Regions from separate parts of the Ovis aries genome. Here region 2 is linked to region 1. The links are chromatin contacts, called in public Hi-C maps. All regions are on one chromosome and are shown on one strand. The core of a region is the stretch at or near the end of the contact, and the rest is flanking DNA. Distances in the headings are between cores, read along the strand shown.

The links. A called contact is a pair of places that touch in the nucleus more often than the background predicts.
Region 2: a Hi-C map of muscle shows a contact between it and region 1, with 2.2 times the contacts expected there. The contact joins the promoter of MSMO1 here to the promoter of KLHL2 in region 1. A contact is called at or near these places in 6 of 16 Hi-C or Micro-C datasets (blood, hypothalamus, muscle and 2 more).

The regions. Positions count from the first base shown.
Region 1 is chr17:539,175-545,695 of ARS-UI_Ramb_v3.0, forward strand. KLHL2 (kelch like family member 2) reads left to right here and starts at 3,736. Exons shown (of 14, transcript XM_060400601.1): 1 at 3,736-3,981. The coding sequence starts at 3,956.
Region 2 is chr17:712,231-718,751 of ARS-UI_Ramb_v3.0, forward strand. It overlaps MSMO1 (methylsterol monooxygenase 1), which reads left to right and starts at 3,801. Exons shown (of 6, transcript XM_027980306.2): 1 at 3,801-3,931.

The DNA of each region.
Region 1 (6,521 bases), core at 2,486-4,985:
AGATATAGCCTCACTTTTCAGTATTTACTTGTACCTATAACATTATTTTGGTGGGAAGACACACAAGCATTAGAAGAATTTTGTTTTTGTTTTGTCCTGAGAGAGCTCCTAAAATGGCTGATTAAACAGTCCTGTTCACTCTGCTTGCATGTAGAAGAAGAAAGTCAGACCAAAGGTTTGATCAAATCTAAGTTAGTATGTATCTCTTGGGTCTAGCACTTAACCTCAGTTCCCAAATGAATTAAGTATAACTGATAGTAATATAAATGTGTAGAAATAATGATAGCAATGATAGCCAAAGAATGTTCAAACTAATACACAACTGCACTCATATCACACACCAGCAAAGTAATGCTGAAAATTCTCCAAGATAGGCTTCAACAGTATATGAACTGAGAAATTCCAGATGTTCAGGCTGGATTTGGAAAAGGCAGAGGAACCAGACATCAAATTGCCAACATTTACTGGATCATAGAAAAAGCAAGTGAATTTCAGAAAAACATCTACTTCTGCTTTATTGATTAGGCCAAAGCCTTTGACTGTGTGGATCACAACAAACTGTGGAACATTCTTAAAGAGATGGGGATACCAAACCACCTCACCTGCCTCTTGAGAAATCTGTATGCAGGTCAGGAAGCAATAGTTAGAACTGGACATGGAACAACAGACTGGTTCCAAATTGGGAAAGGAGTATTTCAAGGCTGTATATTGTCACCCTGCTTATTTAACTTATATGCAGAGTATGTCATGTGAAATGCTGGCTGGCTGAAGCACAAGCTGGAATCAAGATTGCCGGGAGAAATATCAATAACTTCAGATGTGCAGATGACACCACCCTTATGGTAGAGAGTGAAGAGGAACTAAAAAGCCTCTTGATGAAAGTGAAAGAGGAAAGTGAAAAAGCTGGCTTAAAACTCAATATTCAGAAAATTAAGATCATGTCATTTGGTCCCATTACTTCATGGCAAACAGATGGGGAAACAATGGAAACAGTGACAGACATTATTTTCTTGGGGTCCAAAATCACTGCAGATGGTGACTGCAGCCTTGAAATTAGATGATGCTTGCTCTTTGAAAGAAAAGCTATGACAAACCTAGACAGCGTATTTAATAGCAGAGACATTACTTTGCTGACATAGGTTCGTATAGTCAAGGCTATGGTTTTTCCAGTAGTCATGTATGGATGTGAGAGTTGGACCGTAAAGAAAGCTGAATAATGAAAAACTGATGCTTTTGAACTGTGGTGTTGGAAAAGACTCTTGAGAGTCCCTTGGACTGCAAGGAGATCCAACCAGTCCATCCTAAATCAGTCCTGAATATTCATTGGAACGACTGGTGCTAAAGCTGAAGCTCCAGTGATTTGGCCGCCTGATGTGAAGAACTGACTCCTTAGAAAAGACCATGATGCTGGGAAAGACTGAAGGTCGGAGAGAAGGGGACGACAGAGGATGAGATGGTTGGATGGCATCACCAACTCAATGGACGTGAGTTTGAGCAAGCTCCGGGAATTGGTGACGGACAGGGAAGCCTGGCGTGCTGCAATACATGGGCTCCCAAAGAGTCAGATAGGACTGAGCAACTGAACTGAACTGAATGATAGCAATGAAGATTTATGAAATGATTCCATTATACACAGTGCCATATACTTATAATAGATTTTAATTCTTACAATGACCTTATAAAGCAGGAAGTTTTTTTTGTTGTCGTTTTAATTTTTTTTACTTTACAGTATTGTATTGATTTTGCCATACATCAACATGAATCCGCCACGGGTGTACATGTGTCCCCAATCCTGAACCCCTCTCCCACCTCCCTCCCCATACCATCTCTCTGGGTCATCCCAGTGCACCAGCCCCAAGTATCCTGTATTGAACCTAGACTGGCCATTTGTTTCTTATAGTATACATGTTTCAATGCCATTCTCCCAAATAATCCCACCCTCTCTCTCTCCCACAGAGTCCAAAAGACTGTTCTATACATCTGTGTCTCTTTTGCTGTCTCGCATACAGGGTTACCGTTACCATCTTTCTAAATTCCATATATATGCGTTAGTATACTGTACTGGTGTTTTTCTTTCTGGCTTAGTTCACTCCAGATATCTAAATGTCTACACCTATCCACACATGGATACTTAACGGACACCTCAGATTTAACTATGTTTAAATCAGAACTGACAAATACTCCCCTCTCCACATAAAATCTGTTTCTTCTTTATTTTCTCAATCTCAGTAAATGTCTATTCCACTCTCCTAAGAGCCCAGAACAAAACTTGAGATCATCTTTCACTCTGGTCTCTTATACTCATGTTTAATCTATCAGTAATTCTGATCTGCTTTATATTTTCCGAAAAAACAGAATCTATAAACTTCTATCACTTTGATCATCCCAGCAGGCAATTTTTTGTTTGCTTTCTTGGATCTGTGGCTCATATAGCAACAGAAGAATCAGCTTACACATAAATGACTAACCCTGTGCACTTATCACTCAGTAACAAAAATTAACATTTTTGCCATCTTCTTTCTTCCATTCCCTACCCTCCCTTTTTTGGTGGAGGATTTTAAAACAAATCCCAGCAAAGTCATCCTTTTAGTGATCAGATCACCTTGCTCACAGCATTTGTTTTTCTTTTCAATAAAAGCTGAAATCTTTTCAAAGGCCTACCAGGGGGACTACACGCGGGACACCATCTCCTTCCACTGTCTCCTGTCCTGACTGCTCAGATGCCAGAGAGGTCCTTAAACCTTAGTATCCTCTGGAAGGCTTGTCACAGCACAGGCTGCTGGGCTTCATTCTCAGAACTTCTGATTCAGATCTGAAATAGGCCTCGAGAATTTGCCTTTCTAACAAGTTCCCAGATCCTACCACTGCCCAGCGGCATACTTGGGGGACCATCAGCTGCACTGTACTCTTTCATTTCTTCAAGGTCCAGGAGTCTTTGCACTGCTCTCCCCTCTGCCCTGAGCACTCTGATTTACTCAAGATTCGCTTTCTTCCATCTCTTCTATATGACATATTTTGAGAGGCCTTTCCCTAGTGGCTCAGAAGGTAAAGCGTCTGCCTGCAATGCAGGAGACCTGGGTTCGATCCCTGGGTCAGGAATGATCCCCTGGAGAAGGAAATGGCAACCCACGCCAGTACTCTTGCCTGGAAAATCCCATGGACACAGAAGCTTGGTAGACTACAGTCCATGGGATCACAAAGAGTCGGACACGACTGAGCGACTTCAATCCTTGACCACCATTTAGCTTCCGGTCTCACCTGACTATTCGGTATTTTCATGGCAGGCAGGTACGCGGGCAAGGATACCTAATTTTTCTCTGCATCCCATTACAGTGCTGTAGATCTCTCCCAGTAAGTGCAACGAGGGGATCACAGCCTGAGAAGTGAGGCTCCAGTTCCTGCTTGGGACTCTGGACAGGCGAGCCATTTCTTCTTGCCTCAGTTTCACTATCTGTAAAGGAAGGATCGGCTACGCCCACTCCTCCCGCCTACCTGGCGGTAAACTGCGAGAGGACAAAACAAAGGCGCCTGTGGAGTGGAGCAGTCAGGGAACGCCAAACGCCGGGACCACGCGCTTTCCGGCCGGACCCCGCCCTCACGTCTCCCGCTCAAGGGTTCGGGCAGGAGAACCCACCCTGGGAGCCCACTCGGCAGCGGCAGGAAGAGGCGGGGCGGGGTCTTGAGGGCGCGTCACACCCGGAAGTGCCCTCCTGCCGCTCCGCCCCCAGCATCGCCGGCAGGCGGAGAGCGCCCGTGAAGTGCGGCTGCAGAGCTGGGCCGGCAAGCGGGGCCGCTTCTGGAGCGGGTGCCGGTGCAGGCGCGGGTGCGGGGCGGCGGTGGGCTGGCGCCCGGGCGGATGGGACGCGGCGCGACGGGCGGGCGGGGCAGGCGTCCGCAGCTGGAATGGTGCTGGCGGCGGCGGGCGCCGTAGAGCTGAAGCCCGAGAGGAGCCGCCATGGAGACGCCGCCGCGGCCTCCCGCGTGAGTGAGCGGACGGGCAGCGGGCGGGGCCGTAGCGGCCGGGCCGGGCGGCAGGCGGAACCCAGCTGACCCGCGGGCGGGGCGTCGCCGCGCGGGGCTGTAGGGAGGGTCCTCTGCTGGCTAGCTGGAGCCCAGGGAGGGCCGAGCATCGGCGGGATGGAGACACAGGATGCGCGCGAGGCCGTCGGAAAAGGAAGCTGCAAAGTACAGACACCGGTGCCGAGAGGAATTCCTCTCAGCTTGCCTGTTTCTCCGAATTCCTAGCAAAATTCTGTCCGAGGAGCTTGCCACATTGCTCGGAAAAAGCTGAACCGTGGCTGTACAGGTCATGTGACCTCTTTTACCTGGCACAGCAGAAAATCGTGTCCAGAAATCACAGCATCTTCTGTTTCTCTGGCACCTTGGGCGAATTAGTAGCGTACGACCTGCCAGGCACAGGTGTCTTTTCCTTGGTACCCAAGTACATTCAAGACCTGCAACAAAATTGCTTCCAAAATAAGCTGAACAGTTACTTGGGAGACATTGAAGAAACTGCATTATTCAATACAAGATTTTTCTTTAGCATTTTGTTAAAAGTGGACTATTAATCCGCAGGAATTTTGAACATTTCAAGTTTGATTTACTTTCTTTAGTTTAATCTTTATAAAGGGACAAGAGCCCTTTGAATCTGAGGTTTCAAACCGCCAGCAAATTTCTTCTGAGGAACCATGTATCTTTTTATGACCGCTTATTCTTGGAGCTTTATCACTTTTCATTTAGATTTGGCCAGCTTCACTTCAGGGCAGTTGTACAACAGCAACCTTTTATAGCTATTTGGCAGAATGCCAGCTAAATTTGTTTTGGGCTGAAAGTTTGTTTGATGTTGAGTCCTTTTAGGAGAGCTAATAGAATTCTGAAACTACAGTTTCTAAAAATGCCTTACAGAATTTTTAGCTTGAGTAGAACCAGGTCATGGGGATTAAGGAGTACCTGAGACTCTTGAATTCCTGGACTGGTAGGAACAAGAGCTCAGTTGCTTGATGATGGTTGTGGCTTTGAGGACTTTGTGATATGTTCATGTTGTTCAGCAGGTTTGGGAACACTCCTGAACCTCTAGGAAACATGATGATGGTTGTTAGCATCAACAATGTGAGCATAGCGTCAGCACATGGGTTGTGCTCAGGCTCAGGGGCATAAAAGGAATTGCTACCTGACTGTAGACAACACATGGTATAAAGGATATCTTAGGTAGGGTATTATTTGCCATAAACCTGCCCTGTTTATATCAGTTCCCTGCAGACCCTGTTTTGCTTTGGCAGCAAAGTGAACTAAAGGAAAGAAAAAGGGTACCTTAGAATGCAGATGAGAAAAAGCTTTGGGAAAGCAGGCTCTGAAGGGAGGAAAAGAACATTACACGTCATTTAAATATAAGTAATGAAAAATGAAATAAATGTGTGCATGCAAATACTGATAAACTGAATCTAATACAGATCAACTAAGCAGAATTTTGGGTGTCCAGCATAGTTCTTTGCTATTAAGGCTTCATCAGTAGAGCTGCAACAATGAGAGGCTGAGATGTAATGGAAAACCAGGGGTGAAACAAAGTTAAAACCAAAAAACTCCTTTCAGTCATTAGTGGCTTAAGTTGGTATACTTTTATTTCTGTTCATTTAATGATAAATAGAAATAGGTTTTATTTTCATTTGGTCTATCTAGGAATACTATAATTCCAGAACTGGAGTGTTTTTTACCTTTCTGTACATCAAAAATAGTTTTTCTTCCCACTCCTTGGCCTCTTTGCCTCCGCTCCCAATAACTTTGTTTTTTCCTTCGACACTGACTCATGGCTGCTGGATTTGAGAAATGACAGTTCTTAGGGAAGGAACTTTGCTGGGCCTCGCTGTGCTAGAACTGGGCTAGGAGGCCAGTGTCGGTTATTGAGAGGGCTCAGCTTTTCATAAGGTTAGATTTTTAGCCTGAGCTTAAATGCAAAGAAAGTTGGTTGATGGGGACCTACGTGCTTTGAATGATGTGGTTGGAAGCGGGGACTCACATCCTCTTTGTATGAATGTCTTTTTATTTGTGCAAATATTTGTTTCTCCAAATATTTGAAATGCCTGTCTCTACCTGGTACTGAGTATTATACTTTTGCTTGTGAGTTTTTTTAGCAACCGGTTTTGCATCATTTTCAAATCCCACCTTGCTCCTTCTCAGTCTGTTACGTCTGGGAAGGTTGGAGGCGACTGTGTCCAGGTCTCTGGTTCCTTTAGATGGGCTTGTTGAGATTAGGGTTTTTTTCCCTTCTCCTCTTTCTACTCCTTGCCTTCAAGCTCTTCTCATCCTTTTTGATTCTCATGTTGATTGTCATGGACTTTATATCTCTATTTGTTGTTTTCTGCATCCTTGAGTATATGTATCTTTTAGATTCTGTTATATTTTTGGGTCTGGGCAATATTAAAACCATGGGATATTTGCCTCTGATTGAACCTGAAAAGTGTTCAACTGAAATTTATATAGGTTAGCAAATGAGTCGTCTTAAGCAGTACTGAGATGTGTGAAAG
Region 2 (6,521 bases), core at 2,551-5,050, 170 kb after region 1:
CAAGGTTATTGTGGAGTTTGAAAGAAATGATGTATAGTAGTGTGCTTGAAATACCAAAGACCCTCAATGTTGTTGTTCAGTAGTTAAATTGTATCTGACTCTTTGAGACCCCCTGGACTGCAGCACACCAGGCTTTTCTGTATCAGCACTCCTCCACCACCATCTCTTGGAATTAGCTCAAACTCATCCACTCCAGTGTTCTTACCTGGAGAATCCCAGGGATAGGGGAGCCTGGTGGGCTACCGTCTCGGGTCGCAGAGTCAGACATGACTGAAGCGACATAGCAGCAGCAGCAGCATGTCCATTGAGTCAGTGATGCCATCCAACCATCTCATCCTTTGTCGTCCCCTTCTGCTTTCAATCTTTACAGCATCAGAGTCTTTTCCAATGAGTCAGTTCTTCACATCAAGTGGCCAAAGTTGAGCTTCAGCATCAGCCCTTCCAATGAATATTCAGGGTTGCTTTCCTGCCAGGAGCCACCACGGGAGATCCCACCCATGACAATGTCGTGTGGAAGAGAACTGTTAAGCAAGGCTTCAGAACTCAATGGGCTCCCTAGGCTTTCTCAAGCATCTACCCCAAAACCAGAATCTGTCTGTTTTACTATTTCATGACTTTCACCAACTCCTCTGACATTAACAGGGGTCTATTCCTGACCATCTTTCTCTGGAGAAAATCAACTTAGGGCTATAGCTAATAAGTCTCCGGGACATGAGAGAAATATTTCAAATCAAATCCCCTCTGTTAGCATTTTAGCTTGCTTGGAAGGTATATCCAGACTCTTGCAGCTACGCATATGATTATTTACCTCCTCCCAACTGTAAGAGTCATGGAAAGCCTAAAACATAGAGCCTGTTAAAGAGTTAAAAGTTATTAGACTAGTGCTAATGTAGGATTTCATTATTGGGCCAATGCTTGTTGCTAAGTTCCCATATCTCTTATCCACTGTGCACCTGGGAGTGCATTAGTTAACATAGTTGAAAAGTGAAAAAAACAAGTGTAGCCTTGAAATTAACCACATCAGACTTTTGAGCTAATTGGTTCTTTCTTGTAACTCACTGCACCTTTGCTTCCTGAGAATGTAACTTTGTTTAATACTTTTTGAGGTTGACACAGATTAGAAATATAAGAAAAAACATTTCAAGGGAAAATAAGTTTTCTGGTTGAACAGCCTTTATCTAAAGAGGGTCATAAAATGTTCACAGGCCTCCAAGGCCGGAAGATAATGTACACAATATTGTTTATGGGAAAAGTTTGCAGAAAAATCCTGATTTCCATAAAGACAAAACAGATGTAATGTTTGGGCTGACTCTGTATGACTTTGCATCTTTCATTTCCCTCTATGTATAAGACAAGGTATAAAAGTACCTTTTAATAATAAAGCTATTGGGCCTCGCTTGAAGAAGCTTGGTCACCCCGTTTTTCCTTTTTCTCTTTTTTTTCTCTCTTTCTTTTTCAGGCTGATCCCTTGGAGCATAAAGGCTCCCTGCGTTCACTTATCTGCCTGGGTTTCTAAGACCTGAACCGGAAGACGTTCTGCATCTTCACTCCCTCAGGAGACCGGGAAGGCACCTGTGGCCTCCGTGAACAGGGCGAACTTCCTGTCTCAAAGTTTTATCGGCTTTCTATTTAAACCAAGAACTATCAGCCTCTTTCTCTCCTCTATTTTCTTATCTACAATATTCTTTCCTTATCTCTCTCTAAATCATCCGCCGACGCCGTTTTTCCTTCAGGTTCCCCTGGATCCTGCAGGGGCTGGACCCCGGCAGTTTCCTTTAGGATTGATTGGTTTGATCTCCTTACAGTCCAAGGGACTCTCAAGAGTCTTCCCCAACACCACAATTCGAAAGCATCAATTCTTCCGCACTCAACCTTCTTTATGGTCCAAGTCTGACATCTGTACATGACTGCTGGGAAAACCAAAGCTTTGACTATATGGAACTTTGTCAGCAAAGGGATGTGTTTCAATAAATTACCGCTGTTGTTGAAGTTCTCTAAACCACCCATTTCTTCTTTTTTTTTTTTAATTTATTTTTTCACTGAAGGATAATTGCCTTACAGAATTTTGTTGCTTTCTTTCAAACCTTAACATGCATCAGCCATAGTTATACATATATCCCCTCCCTTTTGGACCTCCCTCCCATCTCCCTCCTCATCTCACCCCTCTAGGTTGATACAGAGGCCCTGTTTGAGCTAACCTGTTTGAAGAAGCCTCCCATTTCTTCACTGGAAGGAACTGAGATGAGCATATTTCTGTTCTGTTTTGTTCTTTGGAGTTATATCTATGTTTCAGTTCGAAATCTCCAAGATTTAAAATAATCATTTGACCCTTTCACATACTTGCATCTTCTCTAATATTAAAAATAATATATCTTTAGTAAGCAGGACTCTAAGTCAGGGATAATAACCGACTTAGTATTACTGAGCACTTCCTGTATTCCAGATACTGTGCAAAGGGCTTACATACAAGTCACATTTATTGTCATAAAAAACTATTATAATACCCACTTTAATAAGTACTGGTTAAAATTTTGAGAAGTAAATTATCTAAGAGCACACTGCTAATGAGTGGCAAAGCTTGGTAGGTCTGACCCCATGGCATATGCTCTTAATCCTCCCTTAACAGAGTGCAGCATGTTTAGGCAGAGGGAAAAGTAGGCAGCATCCCAGTCACACCCACAACCTCAGTCAATGGGACAGCAGGTGGTGGGGTCTGGAGCTAAGCGGGCCAATCAAAGAAATCCTAAATTGGGTTGCGAGTCTGGGCCATTATACTTCCCCTGGGAAGAAAAATGCTTCATGGGAAAATGGCTTTACCCATTCTCGGTTACTGACGGCCTGCTTCAGTCCTGAAGAGACCTAGGCTGTGCAACACAGCATCTACCCCAGGATACAACAGGCCTCCTGAAGACAGAGCTCTGAGCACTCAAGGGACAGATCCCATTTCTATCCATTTGATATGACTTTTCTGTCATGATACTTTACAAAGGACGTGGGTGTCAAATACATGGGATAGTTAGATGAATGGGTTGAGGGATTTCCTAAAGCAGATGGCACCTGGCCTGTTAGGCACGAGAACCAGTCTGATCACAGCCATGAGAAGCGACAGCGTCCCGTTTGCACAGTCCTGCATAGAAAGTGCCTTCAACGAGAGCGAGTAGTGCCCTTGTGCAAATTTTAAAAGGCTCTCTTAAGCGAAAGCTTAATTTCGTGGATTACCCCCATCCGTGCACACCTCTGCATCCCCGTAGGGGCGGGAGGCGGCCGACCTTGGCAGCAAAACCAACTGCTGCGCCTCGTCTCTTCTAAACCTTCGACTCTTGGCTTCCCGTCCTCAAACAGGAATCGCGCTGCATTTGGAGTTCCCCATTTCCCACGTACATACAGGTGTTATCTAAAGACACTGGGGTTGGGACGAGAAAGAGGTCTAAACTTCAGGCGCAACAGAGTTAAAGCGGCGCCAGTGAATACAGCGCATAGTAAAGATTTCAGGGCCGGCGCGCCTGCAAACTCCCCGAGTGCGCATGCTCTTGGAAGGGGCGCGAGTGCTGGGCGGGGCTGAGGTTGCTAGGCGACGTCTCACGGCCTCGCGTCAGCCTAGGCTGGCTGGCGGACCAGCTACTGGCCTGACGCCTAGCTCTCACGATCCTCACTCCATCTGAGCAGCCAATGGCCGCGCTTCCAGTGCCGCGTTCGCTCGAGTCACACGATGCCGGCAGCTGCGTAGGCCAATCACGGCTCTCAGAAGGCGGGGCGGAGCCCACGCAAGCCAATAACGGCGGAGGAGCCCGTCGACTCTCGAGTGGTAGCGCCTAGCGCAGCTCTGGAGGCGGCGGCTGCAGACTGGGTGGCGCGCAAGGTGAGGGACTGGGGTGGAGGGTCCTCGGTTGGCTCCCGCGTACAGAGGCCGGGACGGACGGCCTGGCGGCAGGTATTGGTGAAAACGAGTGAAATCTCTTAATGTCGGAACCAGGCAGTGGTCACAGCCCAGAGTGACAGAGTGACCAGAGTTCTACAAAAGGAAGAAGCAAGATCTGTTTGTATGCGCGGCGGGGCGCGCGGGTGGGAAGGGCGTCCTGGAAGGGTTCTAAAGGGTGAATAGCAACTGGGCAGAGGGCTATACCGGCAAGAGATGCTGTTTCGTGGCCAGAGAGGCCCGAAGCGGAGGACAGTCAGAGACCTTGGTGTATCAGTACGGAGTGTGGGGGCGAAAAGCTGAGAGTAAAGGAGAGCAGAGGCCCAGGTGTTTCATCTGTGGGGAGGCACTCCCTGAAACTTTAAGGGTCTGCCGAAGGGCTGAACCCCGTCTGCTGTTTGCATGAATGCTGGCGTCGTGTTTTAGAGGGAGGGTTTAAGAAGGGCACACTTGGAGGTGCCAGGCGTCCGGGCCGGGCAAAGGCCAACAGGCAGTGCTTGCAGGTCTCAGAGACAGGGAAACTTCAAAGTTTCTGGGTGGGTGTGTGGGGGGGGGAGCCACAGACAACTACATTTCTTTTTTTCTGAGTCTGTAGCAGACCTCAAGTCAATCCAATTGTGCAAGGATGAAAAAGAGAAATAAAATTCACTTGTTATTTCCCCTCTCCTCTCTTCCTTAATACCTATTTTTTGCTTTTGTTCAGTTGGCAGTAGTGTATCCTTTTCCCTCCCTTAAATCTAGAGAGTAAACTCCTGAATGTTAATTAAACCAGTTGTTTCTAAATTGGGAAGTGTTTGAAGACTTAATCCAGGCAGCAGAGATAGAGATCTGGAAAATTCTGTCCTAGATGACTAAGTAGATAGTGGCATCAGTTCACCAAGTTAAGTACGTAGGGAGGGAGTATGTGGGAAGGGTTGCAAGGAGTAGTGGCCGAATTTTGGGACATGTTGACTTTGCCATGCCTCCAAACTGCCTAAATTGGAGATGGCCAATGTACTTTGGATAATCAGAACCTGGGGTTTTAGAGAGAGAGAGAGGATATCAGCATATTCTCACAACAGGGAACAGATATGATCACTCCTGACACTGTAGAATAGTTGGAAGGAGTAAATCAAGCATCTCTGGGAAACTGTTCAGCCTCAATTGTTGAGCCTTTCTTTCTCAAAAGCTGTACCACAGACATACTAAATGGGAAAGTGCTGTATCCTTTCTTATCTCCTGGTTGAGTCTCTAGAACTGATATTTCTTCTGCTCAAAACCACCCATCGACCCCATCCCACCCTCTTTACTCTCTTTTAATCTAGTTAAATTAGATTTAACTGCCTTCCCTCCAGACTCCAGGTTTGAGTTTACATGCTTCTTTCTCTAGTATCTGTTCCCTGGGCCTCTGTGTTTTATATTTCCAACCTTTTATTGCTCTTATCACAGATGTTGTGACAGTGTTGTTACTTCTTTGTATTCCTCCCTAGATTTTGTGATTTGAAGAAATCATATTTATTTATCAAGGGTGAGAGCAGCAGGAAGCACAGTGGCTGCAAATAGTACCACAGGTTAAATCAGAGTGAATACATGTGAATCCCAAGAAGCGAGAAAGGCGGGTATATCAAGGTGAGAAGTATCAAATTTTCCTTAAGGGCCAGATAAAATAAACTCCAAAATATTTTTGTTGGATCTGGCAGCTGGGAAACAGTGATTTTATTAAGAGTAAATTTAGTGCATTGATTAGAATACAAAACTGATTTTAATTGCTAGAGAGTGGATGTGAAATCTGAAAATGAAGACAGCCTGTATGGAATACTCTTTCAGGAGGCTTGGGTGAACTTTGAGAATTATTCCTCTCTTACTATACCATTTATTGTGTGCTTTATTATTTAGGATCACAGTATGATATGGATGAGAGCACAGACTCCTCCACTTAGTGTTTTTGTAATTTGGGAAAATTAATCTTTCTAAACCTCAGTTTTTATCTGTAAAATGAAAATAATAAAAGTGCCTACCTTGACGCTATGGTAAGGAGTAAAGTCTATAATATAGAGAGAGCATGTGACACTGTTAGAAGTTACTGGTGTATATAAAGCGCTTAATAATTGTTAGCTTTTTTTAGCTTATGTGTCACCTCAACATAAGTACTTCACATGTATCATTTCTTGGAGTCTTTAGAAGAACTATATTGTTATTCCTTATTTTTTCAACTTTATTGAGGTTCTGTTAGCAAAATGTACATTGTGGTTTGATATACATGTACATCATGAAAAGATTCCCATCATCTAGTTATTGTTATTATTTATATTTTGCAAATAATAAAACTGAGGCTTAGAGAAGTTACTTAACTTGCTCAAGGTCGCACAGCTAGTAAGTGGTGTTGATTCAACATTATTAGATTTGGAATCTGCCCGCAATGGAGGAGACCCAGGTTTGATCCCTGGGTTGGGAAGATCCCCTAGAGAAGGGAATGATTGCCCACTCCAGGGTTCTTGCTTAGAGAATTCCATGGACAGAGGAGCCTGGCACACTACAGTCCATGGGGTCACAAAGAGTCAGACACGACTGAGAGACTAACACTTTGACAGTTTCATGTATTATGCATTCAAGACATACCTAACTT